3 separate regions of the Ovis aries genome follow, and regions 2 and 3 are each linked to region 1. A link is a contact called in public Hi-C data. All regions are on one chromosome and are shown on one strand. The core of a region is the stretch at or near the end of the contact, and the rest is flanking DNA. Distances in the headings are between cores, read along the strand shown. Region 1 holds the start of SLC3A2 (solute carrier family 3 member 2). Region 2 holds the start of EEF1G (eukaryotic translation elongation factor 1 gamma). Region 3 holds the start of MTA2 (metastasis associated 1 family member 2).

Region 1 (3,128 bases), core at 450-2,949:
AAATTGGGATTCTTTTGGTATTTGTTTTGTCACTTTTGTTTCGCTGGGACATGCATGGGGACAACACTGCCACCAAAGTAGTGAAAATTGGTTCTTTTGGAGCAGGAAGAGGGCAGAAAATCCTAGATATTACACAGAAGCTTTCTGGCCCTCTAAAGGGCCGCAGTATATAAGCAAATACACAGTTATATGTGTTAGTTGCTCAGTCATGCCCAACTCTTCGCGACCCCATGGACTACAGCCCACCAGGCTCCTGTGTCCATGAGATTTTCCAGGCAAGGATATTGGAGTGGGTTGCCATTTCCTTCTCCAGGGGATCTTCCCAACTCAGGGATCGAACCCGGGTCTCCTGCACTGCAGGCAGATTCTTTACGGACTGAACTACAAGGGAAGCCCTACACAGTTATATTAAGTTAGAGGGGGAAATGCTTTTTAGTTTTAAAGGCTCCTGGAGAGAGGAAGACAACAAGAAAAAAAATTGAGAAACAGTATCCAAGGATCATGCCATTTGTTTCCTGTGTACTTGTTTGCCCCCTAAATACCCAGAGAAGTGATAGTGATCAAAAGTGCAGGTTCTGTCATCAAGACTGCCTGGGCTGATTTGCACCTGGGCTGATATTTCTTAGCTGGGTAACTCTGAGCAAGTTAATTAACCCCTCCAGATCTCAGGCTCCTCATCCCTAACATTACCTTATGGCCTCCTCCTAGGGTTGCAGTAGTAAATGAGATCATCCAGGAGACCACACAGTAAGAGCTTAATAAATGGTTATAAAATGTACATATAGTACATTTTTAAAACGGTCATGTACCCTAGGTATGCATTACAAATGATTAAACTACAACTGGTTGTCCTCAGTAACAAGGGTATAGATGACTGGAACCACCCTGCCTGTCAGGCGGGAGTTGTACGCGGCTCTGCAAAAGCTTTTTACACCTAGATTCCCTCCAGGTAATCTGCATTAAGGGGCTTCCCAGGTGGCGAAGTTGGTAGACGACTCCTGCCAAGGCAGAAGAGGAAGGAGATGCGAGTTCGATCCCAGGGTTGGGAAGATCTCTTGGAGTAGGGAGGAGCCCCTGGAGTAGGAAATGGCCTCCAGTATTCTTGCCTGGAAAATTCCATGGACAGAGGAGCCTGGCCGGCTACAGTCCATGGGATCGCAGTCAAACACGACTGAGCGCACACACACACACACACACACACACAATGTCCTTAAAACGGCGTTTTAAATGTCGGCTAACGCTAGCCCCACTACAAGCTCCGAGCAAAATCGGACCAGACAGTAAGACAAAGGTGGCCGGTTACAGAAAATATCCTAAAACTGTTATAATATTTCAAGAGCACCTACAACCTGATTCACTTTCCCAAAACGGTTCCATGCAAGAGCCCTCCACTCGAGATCGGCCCGGGGCCCAGTAATACCTGAGTCGCCCCCCGCGCTGGGCCCCTGAGGACCAAGCCCCTGAGGACCAGGCCCAGAAGGCTCGCTGGGCGGCTGGCTTGGAACCGAGATGACGCCAGCGGAGGGTTCATGAGGCTCGTGGTCCATGGATTAGGACTCTGCACGCGGATCTAGAGTGTGTGCAAGCAAGGGAATGCTCAGGGAAGGGTGTGGGTCAGTCAGCTGTGACCGACACGGAGCGTCAGTCCAGGATCTGCGCGAAGCAGGTAACTCGCCGCCTGGGCGCCAAAAGAAGTCGCAGTAAAGAACCCACGGCACCACATTAGTCGCGCCTGCGCACACCCTAAGACGCATGCGCACCTTTTTCGCGCCACCGCTTCAGGAGGCGCACAGCCTCTCGTACTTCCTCTAGAAATCTCTACCCACAATCCACCCATTTCCCTCTGCGCTTGCGCCCGCCGTAGTCCCGCCCCCAAATCCCGTGGGCCTTTGCGAGATAGTATTTATGTGTCTCGCGGTAGCCTCTCAGTCTCATTTATCCACAGCTCTTGGTAAGTGATTTGGTTTGTTGAGGTTTACGAGGAAAACGCCCGTGCAAACGTGTCCGGGCCTTGGCCTCTCTTTGTGGTACCTATTGGGTTCGTGGGGGAGGAGAGAAAACGTGACCTTAGTGTTGAGGCCTTGAAGGGACGGGGGCTTTGTGAAGGACAAGATGGCGATGGCCGGCCGTGCCGACAGGCCTCTCTGTGATGAGACCCTTTTCACAGACCTGTACTGAACTCTGTGAGGATAAGAAACTCTGAGGAGGCCGGCCTTGCATGGCAACGCAGTCTTAGCTCCGGGAAACAAAGCGTTTACCAGACAGTGCTGACCCAATATCATTTGTTTGCAGGGTTCGGACGCGCGCCAAACGCTGAAGGATCTCAAACCGGTCTCATTGGAGTAAGTGCTCCTGGCCTCCCTTTACTGTCCTTTTTTTCTTCCTTGCTGAATATGCGGGAGTCCGACGGGATGTGCTACGGGGATGATTTCAAAAATTGAACTCTCTCTTTCTGATGGATTAGTGGAGAAAACAAAAACTCTGAGTAGCACCATCCGTAGCAGACGTTTGGGCTTTTAGCCCTGCGTTAAGGCACTAACGTGGGACAGTCAAACTACGAGATATAAAAGTAAGAAAGGGTATTGTTTTTTTCTCCCAGATGTGGTTTAATTCAAAGGAGCTTACAGATTGGAGGATGAGACAAGACTTAACCCTCTGTGGATCAAGTGTGGTGATGCTGCAGGTGGGTACCCGATGCTTTATGCAGATGGGGGGGTAGAAGCACAATGTCGGGATGGGACTTGCTGGTTGAAATTGCACTGGCCACTCCATGATGAATGTAAAATGACAAGCATATGCCTGAACTCAAAAATGATGTCATCTTACTACTGAGAAGTGGGCCTGGAATGCTCCAGGGTCTTTTAATGGTAGTTCTCGAGTACTAAAAAATAATGGCTCATTTTTCTGTTTCCAGCATCTCCTCACCAGTCTTGAGGAATTCAACTGCCTCCCAGAGTGAATGCAGGTAAGTTTTCAAATGGGAAGTTTGTGGTCTGTGGTGGTTTCAACAACCCCGAGAGCAAATGGTCAGTGGAGCAGTGTTTTTGCTCCTTCCAACTTGTTCCTCTTGGAATGATTTTCCTGGGGAGGGAGTCGGCAGCCCAGCAAGCAGCATAGTTTTGTGAGGG
Region 2 (3,128 bases), core at 411-2,910, 230 kb after region 1:
GTGCAGGGGAGCACGGTGAAGATGGCGTGGAAGAGATGGTCATAGAGGTTGGAGAGTCGGTGCAGGACTGGGTGATGCGGAGCCCTGGGCAGCCGGGGGAGCTGCCCCTGATGACTGGAAAGCATCTAGCCACTAGAGAAGAGGGGCAGTCAGGCACCACAGCGCTGGCCGAGCAGGGGCCCAGAGGACCTGAGGCAGCCTGTGAAGGGTCTCAGGCTGAGGCCGAGAAGCGGGTGTCGCTCGCAGTGAGCTGGCGCTGCGCCTTGTGGCACCGTGTGTGGCAGGGGCGGCGGCGTGCCCGGAGACGCCTGCAGCAACAAATCAAGGAAGGAGGTGGAGCTGGTGCTGGCTCGGGAGCAGAGTGGCTGGCAACTGAGGCTCAGGTCACCCGGGAGCTGCGGGGACTGAGCAGTACTGAACAGAGGCCAGAGGCCGAGCCACTCCTGACCTTCGTGGCATCCGCCTCCCAGGCTGACCAGAGTCTCACTGTGACCCCACTCCAGGATTCTCAAGGCCTGTTCCCTGATCTCCATCATTTCTTACAGGTTTTTCTCCCTCAAGCACTTCGAAATCTACTTAAGTGAAGATGGGAACCCTGAAAGGCAATAAAGCTGCTAGTTTAATGAACACTAGTTTCCTCTATTTCCACCTGGTGATAATACTCCTTCCCCGACTAAGTGCTTAGTGCACCCTCAGAGGTACCTTGTCTTGTCACCCTAAAATAAGTCTGTCTCCCAGGCTGTTTCCTTTCATGCCCAGGGCAAGTGATTGGCACCTGGACACTCTCAGTACTGAGTTCTGGAAAGATGGAGTGCTGGGTGGGTGGCTTAAGCTGCACCTGGAAAGAACCAAGTTTCCTTCCTCATTTACATTACTGCCCAGATTATGAATGGTGACGGGCTTGAAATTTGGGTCCAGGGTTCTAAATCCATTCTCTTCATATTGGGTAAAAAATGTTCAGATCTGAGTATGGGTAAAGGGCAACCCCTCATTTGAACTGTCAGCCCCTCCAAGGTGACAGAACTTGGCTGTGTTCTCCCTCAGTCCCTCCCCTGTTGCGGGTCCCGGAAGAGTGCCTCTTAGTAACAGCACCTGTGAGCTGCAAGGTGGTTTAATGGAAAAAGCCTCACTTTTACGGAGGGTTTCAGACCTGGGCTTGGGTCAGATGTACAATCTCTCCTCTAGAAAGCTGTAACAAAAGGAGCGTGGGACCCCGTCATCTCCACGCAGTTGCCACCCCAATGCGTCACGCGACCACGATGTTGTGGGTCTGGCACGACCTTCACCAAATCACCATGGGCCAGGCGACCCGGAGGGAAACGCCTCTGGTGCCCCGCAAGATGCCGAGCTGGCAGCTCTGCCACGTAGCTGCAGAGGGGCGGCTTTCCAGGCAAGACTCAGCGTCTCCGCGCGGTCTACCTCCACGTCCGGACTCGGATTGGCCATCCCCCACTGCGCCGGCGCGAGTTTTTTCCGCGCTGGCCAGTAGGCCCCACCCACTTCTTTTTCCATTCAGCTGCTGCGGGATACCGAACTGTCGTGCGTAAGCCTTCTATGCCGTCCTCGCTTTCCGGCTGCTGTTTCTCCACGGCTCTCCCCTTCCCCCCTCCCTTCTCTCCCTGACGGCTTACTTTGCGGCAGCGCGGAGAGCCCCACCCCCTTTCTCTGCGGAATCACCATGGCGGCTGGGGTAAGTTTGCCGGCTCCGGCGATCCAGGTCATCCTATCCGACGCCATCCTCTGCCCGAGCAGGCTCAGCCGGCGTCAGAGGGGTTCTGCAGCTGAGTCGGGAACTGATCCGGGGTTTGGAGATCGTACTGTTCGAGAGTAGGGCCTCCAGGCCCCAGAGGGGAACTGAGGCTAGGGCTCTGGGAGGCAGAAGAGGTGGAAGGGTCTGGGGTAGAGGAGAAAACGGATGCCGGATTCTGGCAATCTGGAGCTTGATAAAGCAGTTCGGGTTCATTGCCGCCTCGAGACGTGGGATCCGGGCAGGTTGGCAAAACTTTTGCGACCGTTTTGTGGGGCAACAGGAGGGACAGGGCGAAGAGGAAGGTCTTTATGGGCAGGTACGGCTGGCCACGGTTAAGGGTGGTCCGGTGGGGAGGTTGGGGAGCGAGAAGAGTCTCTGGACAGGGAAGTCAGGCCAGTTGGACCTCCCTGGCCAGGTTAATAGAAGGGGAGAAGGCAACCCGGAGAACTCACTGCGGGACAGGACCGAAGAGATGGAATGCGTGACAAGAAATGAAAGGGTTTTTAGGGAGACCGAGTTGATTTAAGATGCCATTCGGTTCCCGTGGCTATTTGGAGTGGGCTCGGAAATGTCTTGGTCGATGTGTGTGTCTTGGAAACAAGCGTGATACTTCTGATGGGTGAGCGGCTCAGCAGTAGAGTAGTCAGGCACTCGGCAACCATGAATGAATGAACAAGGGCTCTGGGAAGGGAGGGCTGTGTGTTTGTCGGCAGATGGAGTCTGAGGGACCTAGAAGTTCTGTATTTCTTGGAACTATATTTGAGGGGAAGAGAATGCTTCTAGAGACGTCCTTAGAGAAGGTCAAATCTGTCAACAAGCTTTATTTAGCAGTCGGTGTGTAGTTCTGTCCTCGGTATTTCAGGGGACTCTGGTTACACTTGACGGCAGACACGGAAGAACTAACTTGGTTCACCAGAGGGAGTGAGGTGAAATGGATTGGGATTACTCAGGGAAGTCATTGCTTGGAAACACTTAAGACTGGGACCCTTCTAGTCATTAATGTTTCATTCCCCATCTTTTCCCCACAGACCCTGTACACATATCCTGAAAACTGGAGGGCCTTCAAGGCCCTCATTGCCGCTCAGTACAGCGGGGCTCAGGTCCGCGTGCTCTCCGCACCACCCCACTTCCATTTTGGCCAAACCAACCGCACCCCCGAATTTCTCCGTAAATTTCCTGCTGGCAAGGTGAGTAGGGAAGTGGAAGAGGGGCCTTTGGTCCTGAGAATCCAAGGAGAACTGAGAAGCCATCACTCTGAAAATGGCTTCCATCTTTAAAGGGGATCTTTTCATGTTATTTTTTTCCCCTACACTTCAGAGACTTAAAACTTTTATTTTGAGATGATGGTGATTTATTTGTAGTTAAAAATAGTATAGAA
Region 3 (3,128 bases), core at 413-2,912, 210 kb after region 1:
AGGACAGGTGTGGAGGGGTTGACTTATCGAGAGAGGAGAACTTCAGATGAGAACTCAGGAAGCACAAGGGGCTGGGTTTTGCCCTGGGCTGAGGGCTACCACTCTGACCAGATCACATGCTGTGGCCTCAAGCCAGTCTTTCCAATTTGGCCTCCCATGTCATCCTCCCCACGGAGGACAGGGTGAGAACTGAGCTGGGTGGGCTCCCTCTCCCCAGGGGATGTGGCTGGAGGCTGTAAGCTGCTGAGGAATCGCTATGAGAGCCGAGACCGGGAGTGGGCCACCTACACCTGCGTGCTGGGCTTCCATGTCTACGGTGAGAAGGGGCACAGGGCCGTGGAAACCTGCGTGAGTGTGGGGGGACAAGGTGCAGCCAGCCTGGGGCTCGGAATGCTGGACATGTGTAGGGGGTGGACGTCAAGAAACTGGCAGATCCAGCCCAAGAGCCGCCCCCCTCCCCCACCTCCGCCACTGGCCCTCGGGACTGGGAAGGATTGCCAGGAACGTGGTGGGTGGGTGGCCGGGCTGCCTGAGCTAGGGGGGAAATGGTGCAGCTCTGGACCGCGGGTGGGGGCGGGGAGGTCGGGCTGAGGCCGGCTGCTGTGACAGGCGTGTGGCCAGATGGCTCGGATGGAACTGACATCAACTCCCTGTGCCGCTCCCACAACGAGCGCGTCGTGGCCGTTGCCGACGACTTCTGCAAAGTGCACCTCTTCCAGTACCCGTGCGCGCACGCCAAGGTGAGGCCTCCCGGGGCCTCCGGGGTGGGGCGGGCGGCCGGAGCTCCTCGGCCGCTGCAGCTCCATCTTCTCTCCTGCCCAGGCGCCGAGCCTCGTGTACGGTGGTCACGGCAGCCACGTGACCAGCGTCCGGTTCACGCACGACGACTCGCACCTCATCTCGCTGGGCGGCAAGGACGCCAGCATCTTCCAGTGGCGAGTGTTGGGCGCTGGGGGCACGGGGCCGGTGCCCACCACGCCCTCTCGAACCCCCTCCCTGTCCCCTGCCTCCTCTCTTGACGTCTGACCCCTGCCGGACTGGACCCACCGGCCCTGCAGTGTGGCCCTGCCCCCACCCACCCAAATTCCCCAGGACCGAGGTGACCCTGTCCTCGACTTCGAGACATTCCCAAAAGTGCATTTCCTTGGAGGGGGCGAACGGCACCCCTGCACACACTGTATAGACCCGCTGGCTGAGCCGGGCAGCCCCAGCCTGGGCCCTGACTCCCGCTGCCTGCTGAGGGGCAATAAACCAAAAGCAAAGTCGCCTCCCGGTCCTTTTGTGGGGCGCGGCTGGGCGCCTCGGGGCTTTATGGGGGCGGGGAGGAAGGCAAAGGGGAATGCGGAAAAGGTGAGGGAGGGTGGACTTTTTATGCAAATAACAGGCGAAGCCTCTTGCAAATAACTGCGAGGCTCAAAGGCCCTTCGAGTTTTTCGCGGCCGCTGGTGGAGCTGCAAGACTCCGGCTAGCAGAGAGTTAAGCCCAACTCCTCTCCCCGCCCTCGGAGGCGGGGCCGAGCCGCAACGGAAATAGCCGAGTGCCGGGCCGCGGTTGGCCGGAGGGAGCCGAACTTCTTCCGGAAGTAGCCGAGCTTTGCGGGCTTGCTCTCCGACCGGAGCCGAGTGCTGGGCCTTGTTCTCCGGATCCGCCGAAGGTGTTCCGGAAGGAGGCGAACCCCGAGGCGGGCCGGCAAGTCTTCGCGGCGGCCCTCAGAGTCCAACGTCTGGTGGGACTCGGCGAGGGCGGAGGTAGTTGCAGCCTGCCTCCGGTCCGGCGGGATCCGAGCTCGTTCCGGAAGAAGCCGAGCGGACCGGCGCCGGTCTCGGCGTCCCGGGCGTGAGGCTATAGAGGCGGCGGCGACAGCGCGGGCCGGGATGAGCCGCGACGGCTGAGGCTGCGGAGGCGCCGGCTGCGCGGGCCCGACTGAGACTTCTGCGAAGCGCCGGCCCCGCGCTCAGGGCTTCGCTTCGAGTCCTGCCCTCGGGAGCCTTCCGGACCCCTTTGTGCGGCCGGAGGCGGCGGCGGCGGCGGCGGGAACGGCCATGGCGGCCAACATGTACCGAGTGGGGGGTGAGTACCGGGTGTTAGGGGCTTCGGGACTCGGGGCGGGAGAGGCTCGGCTCCCAGCGGCGCGGGGACCCGCGTCTGGGGCGGCGTGGTCCAGAGCGCGGACCGGAACCGGAACCGGGAGCATGGGGAGCGAGGGCGCGGGGATCGCGACGCGCCCGGGCTCCGAGACTCCCGGGGAGGCTGCGGGCGGCCCGACGGCACTCTCAGGGCAGCGTCTGGGCCGCCGGGGTCGTGGAGTGGGCTTGCGAAAGTGGTTCCAAAGGGGCTGACAGGGCAGGCAGGGGGCGCGAAGGGCCGGCGCAACTGCTTGGCCACCAACGGGGGAGCGGCCGGGAGGTTTCCTTTTCCCAGGCGTTATTGTGCGCCTCGGTTCACAAAGGTGGGGGCCCTGTACAGGGATGAGCAATTGCTCTCCTGAACGAGACCGGGATGCAACTCCATCGCTGAGTTGTGGGGACTGCTGAGCAGGGGAACCCCCTGCTTCTCTTGTCTCCTCCTTAAGGCTCACTTTTGAGCGGAGGATCTGATTTAATAACTGGGTGATTAGGGGGTGGAACGTCCGTCCATTATTTTCTGCTAGTCTGTACACTTCCACATTTCTGCGTCCTCTCTACCTAGACCCTTATCTCCTTTTGGTCTACTCAGGCCTCCTTTCGCTCCTCCCACTCTGGTGCTGGACTCTCCCATCTACTCCTCTGATCTTCCCGGTTCTTCCCCCACCCCCTCCTACAGATTACGTCTATTTTGAGAACTCCTCCAGCAATCCTTACCTGGTTAGAAGGATTGAAGAGCTCAACAAGGTGAGTAGAGCAGAGGCCCGCCACTCCCCCCCTACCCAGCAACCTCCGTCTTCTTTTTTCAGAGATCTGTAACTTCAGGTGAATGAGAGACAAGCGATAACAGAAACCCTGTCCTAAGTACCCATGCATATTCATTCATTCATTTCTTCCACGCTTTCAGGAAAGGCTATTAAGAGTTTAGTGGGAACTTTACTGTTCTGTTTTTTGGGGGGCTGAGGAAAGGGATTTGGAAGTCTGTCCTTAAATGTGAATCTCTTG

Evidence for each region. Hi-C and Micro-C count contacts between places; a contact is called where the count stands out from the background.
Region 2: a Hi-C map of blood shows a contact between it and region 1, with 3 times the contacts expected there. The contact joins the promoter of EEF1G here to the promoter of SLC3A2 in region 1. A contact is called at or near these places in 3 of 16 Hi-C or Micro-C datasets (blood and hypothalamus).
Region 3: a contact with region 1 is called in a Hi-C map of muscle, with 4 times the contacts expected there. The contact joins the promoter of MTA2 here to the promoter of SLC3A2 in region 1. A contact is called at or near these places in 6 of 16 Hi-C or Micro-C datasets (blood, hypothalamus, muscle and 2 more).

Annotation. Positions count from the first base shown.
Region 1 is chr21:37,694,681-37,697,808 of ARS-UI_Ramb_v3.0, reverse strand. It overlaps SLC3A2 (solute carrier family 3 member 2), which reads right to left and starts at 1,699. Exons shown (of 10, transcript XM_060404045.1): 1 at 1-1,699. LOC114110053 (a long non-coding RNA gene) reads left to right here and starts at 1,892. Exons shown (of 12, transcript XR_006057536.1): 1 at 1,892-1,951; 2 at 2,293-2,342; 3 at 2,600-2,683; 4 at 2,915-2,965. It overlaps LOC114110199 (small nucleolar RNA SNORD27), which reads left to right and starts at 2,766; the gene lies at 2,766-2,837. It overlaps LOC114110200 (small nucleolar RNA SNORD26), which reads left to right and starts at 2,417; the gene lies at 2,417-2,490. It also overlaps LOC114110194.
Region 2 is chr21:37,461,419-37,464,546 of ARS-UI_Ramb_v3.0, reverse strand. It overlaps EEF1G (eukaryotic translation elongation factor 1 gamma), which reads left to right and starts at 1,660. Exons shown (of 10, transcript XM_027959367.3): 1 at 1,660-1,690; 2 at 2,779-2,937. The coding sequence starts at 1,679. TUT1 (terminal uridylyl transferase 1, U6 snRNA-specific) reads left to right here. Exons shown (of 10, transcript XM_042237903.1): 10 at 1-627. The coding sequence ends at 584.
Region 3 is chr21:37,482,115-37,485,242 of ARS-UI_Ramb_v3.0, reverse strand. It overlaps MTA2 (metastasis associated 1 family member 2), which reads left to right and starts at 1,662. Exons shown (of 18, transcript XM_027959366.2): 1 at 1,662-2,070; 2 at 2,803-2,870. The coding sequence starts at 2,043. It overlaps EML3 (EMAP like 3), which reads left to right. Exons shown (of 22, transcript XM_027959365.2): 20 at 218-316; 21 at 610-740; 22 at 823-1,265. The coding sequence ends at 1,026.